Regions from separate parts of the Mus musculus genome. Here regions 2 and 3 are each linked to region 1. Evidence: chromatin contacts called from public Hi-C data. All regions are on one chromosome and are shown on one strand. The core of a region is the stretch at or near the end of the contact, and the rest is flanking DNA. Distances in the headings are between cores, read along the strand shown. Region 1 has its middle 63 kb from the start of Ostf1. Region 2 overlaps Pcsk5 (proprotein convertase subtilisin/kexin type 5). Region 3 overlaps Pcsk5 (proprotein convertase subtilisin/kexin type 5).

Region 1 (4,484 bases), core at 1,454-3,953:
CTTCCTCACTGTAAATCTGGGTAAGCAGAATGCGCGGTAGCCAAAGCTAAGCTAAGCTGCCTTGAAATTTTGTCTACCAAGTAAGTTACCCATTAGTTTGCAATTTAGCATCACTCCAATTTTTTGAGCCCAGGCTGGATGTAATTTGTTTTAAGCAAGCAACAGTGTGATGCAGCAGGAGGGGCTGCCTTGGCAGGCTCATGCTGGAGCACCCTCACTAACCCCCCCCCCCCCATGTCCTCCCCCTGCCCCATGTATCAACCATATGATAGGTCTAGTATAAAAATGAGTTTATTTGGCACGTGGCAAGGGGGTCTGGGGAAGGGAGTAGAGGCAGAGAAAGAAAGATGCAGAGAAGGATAGAAATAAAGAGAAGAGAGAAAGCTGTTGGGAAAGAGAGAGAGAGAGCAAGCTTTTATATGTGAGCCAGGTTGGTATCTAGTTGTTGCTAGGTAACTGTTGGGCTGAGCCTAGAGGAAATGTTAACAGTGCAGTCAGTTTTTTTTTTTTTTTTGTCAGAATTTATTTTGTTTTTGTTTTTTTGTTTTGTTTTGTTTTGTTTGTTTGTCTCTTTGAAACGAGATTTCTCAGTGTCGCCTTGGCTGTCCTAGAACTTGCTCTGAAGACCAGGCTGACCTTGAACTCAAGATCCACTTGCCTCTGCCTCCTGAGTGCTGGGATTAAAGGCATGTGCCACTACTTTCCAGCCATCATTTCAATTCTTGATACAGTCCTTGCTGTGAAACTTTCTGAGCACAGGATTAATATCTGCATCCCTTCCTGTTAGTATTCTAATCTTTCAATTGCCCACTAAAGCCACCCATTAAGCTCTTCTTAATATCACTAGTGAGTCTCTAGCCCGCAACTCAAAATTGTCCCACATTCTTCTACAAACCATTTCTAAAGCCCCGAAAATCACAGGGTATGATATATCACAGCAACAACACTGTTTCTTTCAGGCTACCATTTTTTTTATTTATTAATTTTAGTTTTGCTCTTCCTCCCAATTCCTCCCATAACCACCTTCTTCCACCTCTCCCCAACTTTGTGTCCTCTTGTCAAAACAACTATAATCCAATTTGTGCTGCACATATAAACTCCTGGGTGTGGGACAATCCATTTTAATATGGGTGACCTAGTAGGGGCCACACCCTGAAAGAAAACCAACTTTTCTCCAGAAGCCAAGGACTGTGGGTAGATTGTCAGGTGAGGAGTAGAGACCTGTGAACTCTTTCTGCTATGCTAGAATAGTGACTTAGTTGATCTTGGGCAAGCAACTAGAGCTGACCTGAGTTCATGAGTACAGTTGTTCTGTTGTGTCTAGAGAACAGTTAAACTATGGTCCTTTCCAATCTCTACCTCTTATTTTCTTTGATTCTCTGATGCCAATTTAAGACACAAAACTGCCTGGTGTTCTTCTGTCTTCTTTCTGGTAAGAGCCAGTGGTCGCAATAGTTCAGAGAATGGTGGCTAGTGTAGTAAACACTTCAGAAGTGGGGCTGGATTTTAGACAGGCCCAAATTACCATTTCACTTGGGAAAAGTAGAGATTAATTCTTACTCTCTTGAGTCTCTGATGACTTTCGGGACATGCTTCACTGGTAGACAGCAATGATGTGGGCCTCTGGGAACTAGGGCTATGTTATATGAAGTCAGCCAGCTTCTGCTCAGGTCTCTTGGAACCTAGTAGGCAGGGAACCAGAGTAGCCCCCTGGGGAGGACACCAGCCTGTAGCTGAAAGCTGTTGGTCATCTCCCTCTGACAGCTAGGACAAGCATGTCCTAAGTCCAGAAGGGAGCCATCTTGGATTCAGATCCTTCAACCCTTGAGAAATCACCTTAGCTGATACTTGAAGTGGTGTGAATACTCAGGCAATCTTTTACTGTAATCTTGATCTGCAAAACCGTGAGTGAAATAAAATTGCCATATTTAAGCCACCAACTCTTATGGTTATTTGATATCTGTTATGTGTGTCACATAACTACATTTCCCATGCTACTTAATTCTCACAATAACCCTAGGAGTGATGTGCTATTATGTCATTTTGATGGTAATGAACTTGACCCAAAGGTGTTAATTTGCCCAAATGACTAGCTAGCCAGGGTGATGGGAACTGAGTCAAGCTTTGATTGTAGCTCACATCAAACTTTTGAGCTAAGCTGCAAATCAATTGTACTATTTGAGTTTCAGTTTACACAAAAATACAAACTTGCCAAAGGTCATGAGTCTTTCAGAAGTCAGATTGCCTGTTTTTAATCTTCAGATCACAGAGTTTTATAAACCACTGAGACATTTTGGAGATACCCAGCGTGTAAGCTGTCCCCCCTTTCCCTGTATTAATGGAATGGTTACTGGTCTCTGATAGCCACTCAGATCACTTGAGTAACGCACAGAGACGTTTTAAGAGGTAAGAAATGAAACAGAAGCCACAAGTTGCACAACTGCCCCCAGAAGCCATCCTGGCTGTCAAGACTGCCTAAGCCCAAAGGATCTGCATTTGCAGCATAAGCTTTTAGCACCAGCTTATTTACCTTTAGTTCAAGACAAATGCTCAAATGCTTTCTAGTAATTGCAAAGGACTCTTACCACTTAGAGATACGATTCTCGACTGTCCGGCTTTCCTCCTTCTCATACAATTCTGATGTCTCTACATAGACCTTGCCCCTTTCCTTTTGCCCGAAATCCACACTTTGGCAAACCTCCATGCCCCTTAGCACCCTCCCCTAGTGACCTTAGTTGAGACATGTCATCGTTCTCATGAGTGTGAGTCCCATGCTCCAGGAAGCCAATACACCAGCCCCGTTTTTTGGTCACAGCTGCCTTCTATTTGGTGGGTGGAATTTAATGGTGGGAAAAAGCAAGGCATAACAATGAGACATTACACTGAAGGTTTGCCTAGTTTTCTGGGGCATGATTTTTCATAGCTCAGAGGCTGTGAAAATGAGGCCACATTGTTTGCTCTTCAGACTGGCAGTGGCTGCGGTCCCAGTATGCTAGCACATGTCTCTTCTCTGTGAATGTGTACTCCAGTTATTCTTCTGCATGACCACCTGTGGGGCAATGGGCTATGCACAGAGAGCCTGGTCTCCAGTTGAGCATAGGTCTTGAACCCCCGGTGGGATTGGTGGGTGGTAATTTCCACCTACATGGGACAGAAGGCATTCAATCAAGTCTCCTGGACCCCTGGCTCCTGTCAAAGTTACTGTCCCCACAGCCCCCACAGGAGAGGCGCGTGGTTATCTGTCACGTAGACAATGTCCCAAGCTTGTGGCATTCTGGCTAGACTCCTCCCCACAGTTACCTAACAACAGGAAGATAGCCCAGCCTACTATAAGAGAGACTGCTTGGCCCCACCTCTCTCTCTCTTTAAGCTTTCACCTTTCTTATTCTCTAGCTCTCTTTCTCTTTCCCTTCTCCCCTCTCTCCATGTGGCCATGCCCGGTCTCTCTCTCTCTTTCTACCTTCTCTCTTTTCCCCTGCCTTTCTACAAAAAAGCTCTAAAACCATAGACTAGCTCTGATCATGAAGGCCCACCATGCTTGAACAATGGGATAGGCTTTCTCCTAACGAGCTGCGTATAAGTGCCCGCCAGAAGGCCTTCCTACGCTGCAGCCATGGACTGGACTAAGGACTCTCGCCTGAGTGGGAACCATCCAGCGCCCCCCCTCTCCCCCTGCCCTCTCCTGTCTTCCTCCCTGGGTGGAGTGCCACCCCTGCGTCCACCGCCGAGAGCACCAGAACTCTGATGGGACACGGGTTCTTACCCACTTCCCTCTTTCTCTTACCCACGGCCCCTTAACCACCTTTCTCTTTCTTTTGAGGAAAGCAGTAAACTGTACTTGGCCTCACCACAATGGCTTCTACTTAAATTAATCATTTTTTTCAAGGTTCTGTTTCCAAATATGTATTGATAGTTGGGATTTTAAAATATGACTGGGTTACAGGGAAGGCACGGTTCTGCCCTTACCAAGGTTTGTGGATAACTGAGACTTTTTCAGATGAGTATACTGACTTGAGTTAGCAAGTATCAGATGACTCTATTTTAGCCCTTGAGGTTCTCTGTAATTATGGCTATTCAGGTGAGTGTAGACTAAACATTGGTTAAGCCTTTGCCAGATAGAGGGTGGGAGCAACACAACAGGTGAATCTTCCTAGCAGCCTGGAAGCCAGTCCTGGCTGCCTTTGAATGAAAACATAGAACTCTCAGCTTTTCCAGTCCCACATCTGCCTGGATACTGCCTAGGTATGTGGCCTAGAGACTGTTTCTGTGATATTTTGCTGAAGAACATGGCTGATTTTTGTCATTGTTAGAATAGTCTGCCTGAGGCTAAGGAGAAATGATTTAGATTAATTGCACTGATAAAGGAAGTCCCAAAACAGCCTGGTACAAATTCTGTTGTGTGGTTATTAAGGTTCACTTTTATGAAGAGTGTTTTAATGAAAAGGAGCACACTGAGAAAGGAAAATATAAAATGTATGGTAATA
Region 2 (4,301 bases), core at 1,389-3,888, 790 kb after region 1:
ATAAAGGAAGATAAGCAACAGAAACAGTAGGAAAGCTGGGAGCTGTGATTTTTCTCTTGCATCACCTTTTGATGGCATACAGGGCACTTTTTTCTTTTAAGTGTGGACATATGCACAGCCATTGGAGAAACACTGGTAGAAAGGGGGCAGAGGCTTGGATAAATTGGATATCTGTATTCTGCTCTCTCTACCTTACTACCAGCTTAGAGTTGCTATTAACATGCCACTTCTCATTGCTCCTACTTCACTCGTGAAATCAAGGAGCAGATGAGCTATTTCTTAATGCTCATTCCGAACCATTAATTGCCATCTTGAGTAGGTGTCACTTATGATTTCCCCATCAGTCCACAGTGCTATTGGGATTGCATTTCCATATTCCACGTTCCCCCTCATTTAGGAACCTCCTGCATCTACTTTCTCTCTATACTTAGAATATTTGTTATCATATTCAACTCCACTGGTAGACATGCTTGTCTTACGAGAACTGATTTTACATTTAGACTGGAGATTAACCTCTTTGGCTTTGCAGATGGATAGAGACTCTAGAGGCCAACTTTACCTATCAACTGTGTACCTATTTAGAAAGGAATGAGTTCTGTAACTTGTCAGTGCAATGCTGTGAAAATATGCTAATAAAGCAATAGTTGCTGTTTTGGCTGATGTCCCTGGAGTTACGGAGGAGTTCAGAGTAGTAAAAATCCACATTAATCATTACTTGGTATAGAAACCCCAGCTGATAACTAATTTCTGGCTTCCTGCCTGGACTTCCAGTATCCAAGATGAGCTCCATGTGGCAGAGACAAGGTGAAGCCCTACATTCAACCAAGGTATAGTCTCGTGCCTTGTACATCATAAACTTTCCAAAATGGCCAAGGAGTAAGCAAAGGCAAATAGTTAGCTTACTCTGGGCCTGCTCTCTTGTTCCTGGGAGACTTTGGAGACAGAGCACTTAGTGTAGTTTTGGAAAGATTGAATATTTTCTTTCTTTTTTTTTTTTCATTACGTATTTTCCTCAATTACATTTCCAATGCTATCCCAAAAGTCCCCCATATCCTCCCCCCTACTTCCCTACCCACCCATTCCATTTTTTTTTTTTGGCCCTGGCGTTCCCCTGTACTGGGGCATATACAGTTTGTGTGTCCAATGGGCCTCTCTTTCCAGTGATGGCCGACTAGGCCATCTTAAAAGTCATCAACAAGTAAACACATTTTAAAGACATCTGCTCATTCTAATAAGTTAGAAATATATTAGAAGGTAGTGGTGGAGTCAGTAAAGGAACTAAAAGAGGCCAACAAAAAAATCAGATAGAAACAAAGGTAGATATGATAGGTGAAAATTATTAGTGGTAGTGTTGATTCTCTTGTTAGTCCACTGGCAAAGCTAAGCAACAGCCTTCATCCATGAGTTCTGAAGCCCAATCTATCATTTTTGGAAGCTTTGCTGTACAAGGCACTGGGATGCACCCTGCCTGAAGCTAGGACTTCATTTCTTTTCTTTGCTGATCTCAGTTGCAGGAATCTAGAAACTAGTCTTCAACATCAGCTTCTGTACCAGCACACAACACTGCCCCACTGTGAAGCCATAGTTTGAAAGCATCAATTAGTGTACTTTTAAAAACTTTCATGTAAAATAACTCCAAGTTTATATATTCCAAAGAAAATAACAAATTTCTACTTGGGACTGTCTCAAATATAATACCGGTTATACTTTTGCTGAAGGGTTTGTCATTTATCTTAAATTCAACTTTAACTCAGCAGCCTGCTTTATTATTTGGTAAATACAGCAACCTCAATTTACACCTAAATCATTTTAAGATTAAAGGTAGGGAAAATAGACCAAATACTGAGAAACACAGCTGACAATAAGGACTCTCCAAATCTCAGTATCCATGACAACAGTATGTTGTTGGTAGATTTCTCTTATTCCTTTCTCACGAAATGTGCCTTAAAAACATCATTACTATAAAGGAACATGATGGAATAACCATAATTATTTTCCCGTGTATTCTATGATGGGGCCTTTAGATTGGTTTTCTGCTTCTAATAGTACCCATAATACAGCAATCAAGACCCCTCCAACAGTGACTCTTTCCATTCTGTTTAGTAGAAAGAAAAATTCAGTTAGTACTTTAAGAAAGCTTTTTCATAGACTATTCTTCTGCACACTTGACCTTTAGATTCCAATGTATGTGGTGTGTGTATGTGTGTTTGTGTTGGGTGGGTGCATGTTACCTGCTGTGGAGTGTGTGCCTATGTGTTTGTGTCTGTGTGTGTGTCTATGTGTGTGTGTAATGTATATGCTGATGGTTGGGAGCTTGCTATAGTTAACCTGAAAGCCTCCACACCAAGGTCATTTGCAATGAATTTATCTATCAGCCTTCTCTTCAACTGTCATCTTTTAGATTGTATGCTTGGGGAGGAAGCAACCGTTTTAGGCTTTTTAGAATTTGGAAAGATTTTGGAAAGCACAAAAAGTAACCCTGTTGTCACACAATCCCTTCAGACGAGGAAGTTCCAGCTCCATAGATCTGAGTCATAGGAGACAGTTAGCAATAACTAATAGGATCTGTCAGAAGGCTGGCCTGGATTCAAGCTCGAGATTGCTGAATTACTCTGAGAGGGCAAAGGCACCTATGAACCCTTGAGTGGCAATAACAAGATGGGTCACGGGTCCATAGAGCTGACTGCTCTCAATTTCCTGTCTGTACTGCTTAGACTTTGGGGAAACATTGGATTACATAATTGGACATTGAAGTTAGCAATACCCTTTCCCTAGTAGCCAGTTTCAGTACCTAGATGGTGAGTTAACTCAGTGGTCATGAACCATGGTCATATGAACTTAATTTTCTTTTATAATCAGGGAGTAAGCAGAGCTGAACTTCATGTCTAAATGCAATCCATCGTTGGACATGCTTTATGAGATGGACAGAATTCTGCAATTATACATAATTTCTAAGTCTTTAATCTCAGTAATATGTTAGGAATAGGAAATGATGGCACTTGGAAGGCTGAAACAAGAAAAGGAAGTTCCAGGGTTATCTTGGCTATATAGATTGAGTCACATAGACAAAACAAAAGCTTGACTTCTCCCTAATATTTTATTAGTTTGCAAACATGCAGCAAAGTTTTGAAAGAGTAAAAGAAACAGCGCCATATACCTCATTGCATGATTAGCATTCTACACATGGTCTTTACCACACAGCTATGCACCTCTTCGTTTTAACCTGCCCATCAATCCATCCAAATTCTTAATCCACTTCAAGTAAATTCAGTATATCTATCGATTTCTCTAGCATGAAAGATTGTCACCTATACTTTAACTTTGGCTTTCACAGTTTCCTTCTGATGCAAAATTTACATTGCGGAAGAGTCACACTCAGGTGGATAGTCACTCTTGGAGTATGGACAAACTTAGGTTCCTGACAAATACCAACATTGAGTGTTCCTTCAAGTCTCTTCCTACTTAGCTGTTTTCATACAAAGACAGACAGTGTATCTGAAAACTTTGTCCACTATATGGTAGTAGATGTGAGAATAGCTAATTAAAAAAATTAGTTTGCTTAATTCGCCTCCGGAGAAATTTACTTTGATGCAATGATACTGCAAGTTGTTGGCTGCTTTTGGTTGTGCGATGGCCACCACAATGAAGGAAAAATGATGTGCCATTCCCTCAGAATTCATAGGAGATGAGCGTGTGTTTCTCATCAACCTTCTCTACCCACACCACTAGGTAGTTTGTGTTCCACCCCCATAGTTGTTCATTTTCTGGAGGGCAGATGAAGGGAACCTTAACAGTCAGGAGTCTGGTCAGGTTGAACTATTGCCTTTGATACAGCATCTTTGAGATTTCATCCAGGAAGCTGTTTATCTCAAGGGTGTCCCTCTTTTGCTGCCTCTGCTGAGTAGCAGTGGCTTATGGAGGTGCTGCAGCTTGACAGCCCACTCACAAGCTGAACGACATGGTTTGGAGTGTAGCATCTGTAACCTGAACAGCATTGGTTCCTAAAGCTGCCTTTGCATGAATTTGCACCACATACCTTTTGCTGTTTGTTTGTAAATTCTCAAATCTATTGCCACATGCAAGTGATGGTTAGGAGAATGAATTATATGATTTAGAGAAAGCTGTGCTACTGTCTCTCTCACAGTGAAATCTACAGCTTATAAACACGTTGATAATACTTATTACACTGTAGTTTTTATTTTGACTTGGAAACCTGAAAAATATCATTAACTACTATTATTTCATCATTTAAAATATCTTTCTTGTGGGGAACTTTTTTTTTTAACAACTGGGCTCAGAGC
Region 3 (4,053 bases), core at 7-2,506, 810 kb after region 1:
TTGTGAAAAGGTGTATATCTATTGATTTATCATTGGAAGTCAGAATACGTGGAAAAAGTAATAGTGACCACATAGTTATTCAAGCCTTAGCTCTGTGACCAAAATTCATGAACTCAAACATCAATTTTCTTAATGGCATGGGGTTATTTTCCCTGTCTTTTGAGAGTCTGGAAAGTATGTTTTCCCTGGATTGTTCAGGGGCCTGAAAAAGACAGATCTATTGTTTATTGTTTGTTTGTTTGTTTACTGAAAACCAGTGAATAAATCCATATATTCTCTACATCTTTATGGAGTACACACTCTGAGCAAACCACAGAATAGTTTCTGTCTGGGCTGGAGAAACTCAGGGACACTGGCCTTACCTGCTGAATTGCCTGCTTTTAAATAGAGCCTCTACTTCTAGCCAGTAGTGACATTTTCATACTTGACTGTCCCTCAATCCCCTTAAGCTGCTAAGTGTCACACCAGAGTGAAGTCTCTAAGAAGTTCCCCCTGTCAGTGCCAGAATCTTCACAGTCCCTTCTCAAGTCTCCAAACTTAAAGTGCTTCTGGGAACTCTGGGCAAGTTCAGCTCTCACCCCAGTGTCAAGCGAGGCTCTGAGTATGCCAGGTAGAGTTCTTTGGAGGGATAGAGGGGTGAGGATGGAAAGAACTGGAGACAGCCCTCAATATCTCTCCCCCAGCTTTGAGCCCCCAGGTGAAGTATCCATCATAGTAATGTAACTGACTTCAGGGTCAGGCATTTATAGCACATGGCATGAAAGAAGGAAGCTTCATGGTGGAAATGTGCCGCTTGTCTGTCTTCTACTGACAAATATCCAGTTGGATGACAGGGGTGAAAACGTTTCCCTTCTCCTGCCCCAGCTCCATCATTCCTGTAATTGCTCGCGCTCTGGCCATGAGTTCAAGGAAAAGAAACCCCAGTGAAATAACTTGGCACTTCCTTGCAACCCACAGGGTATGCCAGGGAGCTAAGAACCCAGGTTCAGCCTGTTTTCCCTTCCCCTAGTTTGAATTCCAGCCTGCACTGTCATTGATCAGAACCTTTGTCCAGGGCTTTCTGTGCCCTGACCTGCAAGTCATGTCAGGTACCACTTTCCTGGAAGCCCTGACTTGGTCTCTGATGTGAAGGAATCTTACACAGATTGAGAAAACATTTGGTTTGCCTCCAGCAACTGGATTTAGAGGAGACAATGCCAGTTCCTTTCCTGTTTGCCCACAGATTTTGAAATGCTTTTCCTGGAGTGTGAAAGGCATGTTTCACTGTGACCTTAACCAAAGTTAACTGTCTGCTGACTACTTCAGAGGGTGGTGCTGATGTTCAAGGCTATTGTAGTCCCAGGATTTTTAGTTGCAAAATACCCCAGCTCTTCTGCCAAGTACAATGCTAGAATCCAGAAACACACAGAGGGGAAGAGAGAAGGAGAGGAAGGAGGGACAGAGGGAGAGAGAGGGGGGGGGGGAGATGGGGAAAGAGATGGATACCCTCATTTACCAACCCTCATGTCTCTCATCTCTCTGCTGATGGGGGTGCCATGTATAAAGCTTTGTTCAATATGTCTAACTCCAGTGATGTCACAAACTTACTTACTTATTAACTTTGAACTCTTTGGCCTCCAGGGAACATGGTACACATTCTACCTAAAAGTTGTGTGTTTAACATTTTACCAGAACAAGAAAAAAATGGCATGGTTTTGTTCCCAACGGGATTTCATTTATAGGACAGGTTATTGTCAGCAGGGCAATGGTTAGTTTTTAATTTTGGAGATTTCCAATCCTGATGAAGATTAAGCAAAGAAAGCCACCAGCTTAGCAGCAGTGCCTCATTTTTAAAAAGAGCAGGACAGATACAAGTAAAACTTCAGCTCCCAAATTCTGAACTTAAACTATTTCTCCTCACTTATCCTTCCACCATGAGCAAAATCACAGCAGTAGGGTCCATGGGAGTCAGAAACAAGAGCCGATGTCATTCATATACAAATAACCAGGAGACCCAGATGGCATATGCACCAGGGGTGGTTTATTCACAAGGGAAGAGTGTCTCTTTCTGTCTTAACAGAACTTTCCTCACCATTGTCTGTGTGGGTTAAATGGTATGTTACATGGAGAAGAGAAATGCTGACAGAATTTCCCACATTTGTCCGCTCACCCCATGCTCTTTGGTTTGAGAAATCAGGAGAATAACCGCCCGTTCCTTTGCCAACATTTGCCTCTTTTTTTATTAATCTCAGTTGAGTTGAACAATTTCTCCTCTCTGTGTAACATAAGGCTCTTCTTTGTATTCATCTGGTTGGCATTGAGCTTGAGGGCGTCCAGTTTTTCAAATACACATCTGAGACTATCTGGAATGATTTATGCACAAGGCTGTGGTGCAGGCCAAAAGGAACCAAAGTCCATTGAGCTAAATTAAAGCTTTGTTTGGAGGAAAAAAAATGTCATTCTTGCGGCTATCTAAAAGTTACATCACAGTAAAGACAGAATGAGATATCCTATACTTGCTTTAGGTTTTGACTGGACTGTATTATCTGCATTGCCTTGCTCTTCAAATTGCTTAAAGGATGGTTAGTCAAAGACAAACACCCGTAGAATGAAGTCTGGCCACTGTATGTATGTATGTATTTATTTATTTATTTTTTAATGTGTGGTAATCTTGATCCTAGAGCAAAGATGGAGGGAAGCCTGTGGTACTCTAATTCAGTTCCCCTATTAAGGGATTTTCCTGAATCAAAAGTGAATTTAACCCTAGGTGGCATTTCAGATAGTAAAACTGGTTTTAGGCTCTTTGGAATCCCATTTCCTTTTAATACTTGAGCAGTCAAAATTGTGTTCAAATTTCTTCTTATTTTTTAATTTAATTCTATAGCTTAAAATAGAATGCTATAAAAATACAATTTAAACAAGGCTCTTCAGATCTAGTGTTCCTATTCAACAAGTATTTAATGAGTTCACATAACGTTCTTCTCCTCTTTTTTTTGGATATTCCATTGTGATCTTAGAATGTGAGGCCTAAAGTGTGCATGTGTGTGCGCGCACACACACACACACACACACACACACACACGGAAGGGAAAGAGTAGGGGTGGGGGAGTCAAGGCACACTTTAATTTTTCTTTTTCTTTTCTTTTTTTTTTTCCTTTTTCTTTTTGTTCACTAGAAAACTTGGCATGACTAGGGATAAGGCAGTATGATGGTTAGTTTTGGTTGTTACCTCGACTTATCTGGGAAATAGGAACCTCGGTGGAGGAATCACTTTCATCAGATTGGCTCATGAGCTTGTCTGTGGGACATTTTCTTGACAGTTGGTTGATGGTTGGAGGGCTTAGTTCACTGTGGGTGATGCCTTCCTTGACCAGAGGGTACTGAGCTGCAAGAGCCTTGAGCCTATATGCAAGCCAGTAGGCAGTGTTCTCCTGTGCTCTCTGCCTCAGTTTCTGCCTCTAGGGTCCTGGCTTGAGCTCCTGCAGTAAACACTTTCCCCCTTGTTTTTGGTCCTGGTGTTTATCACAGCAACAGAAACTAGTGAATGTAGCAATGTTTTCTACAAGTCAATGAAACTGTACCAAAGAAAGTATATACTTGAGGCAAAAAATAATTTGTTTGGTTTTCAATGAATTCTTCAGGAAGCTTAAAGAATGTTAACCTCAAAGAGAAAGTTAATCTTAAATCTTTTGAGGTGATTGTTCCCAGGAAGTTGATGTCAAGCAAACTTAGTGAATACAAATGTATACAAAAGTGAATATATATGTATATATACATACATATGTGTGTGTATATATATATATATACATATATGTGTGTATATATATCATAAGTATATATATGTATATACATACATATATATAATAAGATCATAAGAATGATCTTCCCTGCAAATAAAAAAATTTATGACTTACCAGTATTATTGCTAGTGGCCAGCATAGGCCATCTTCATTTAGGTACTTGAAATTTAATATTTTATTAAATTTTTATAGTTGTGATATTAGTATTTAATTAAATATAAGTATATTTAATTAAACATGAATATTTGATGTTAGAATATTAAATTTTCAGTGT

Evidence for each region. A called contact is a pair of places that touch in the nucleus more often than the background predicts.
Region 2: a Hi-C map of liver shows a contact between it and region 1, with 4 times the contacts expected there. A contact is called at or near these places in 4 of 484 Hi-C or Micro-C datasets (liver and nephron progenitors) and 2 of 130 datasets of targeted methods (bone marrow-derived dendritic cells and extraembryonic endoderm stem cells).
Region 3: a contact with region 1 is called in a Hi-C map of liver, with 4 times the contacts expected there. A contact is called at or near these places in 4 of 484 Hi-C or Micro-C datasets (the N1E-115 cell line, liver and nephron progenitors).

Annotation. Positions count from the first base shown.
Region 1 is chr19:18,566,915-18,571,398 of GRCm38.p6, reverse strand. No RefSeq gene overlaps it. Among named protein-coding and RNA genes, the nearest start is that of Ostf1, 63 kb to the left of the region's middle.
Region 2 is chr19:17,779,843-17,784,143 of GRCm38.p6, reverse strand. The region is part of intron 2 of Pcsk5 (proprotein convertase subtilisin/kexin type 5); the gene reads left to right. Among named protein-coding and RNA genes, the nearest start is that of Pcsk5, 56 kb to the left of the region's middle.
Region 3 is chr19:17,760,119-17,764,171 of GRCm38.p6, reverse strand. All of the region lies in intron 2 of Pcsk5 (proprotein convertase subtilisin/kexin type 5), which reads left to right. Among named protein-coding and RNA genes, the nearest start is that of Pcsk5, 75 kb to the left of the region's middle.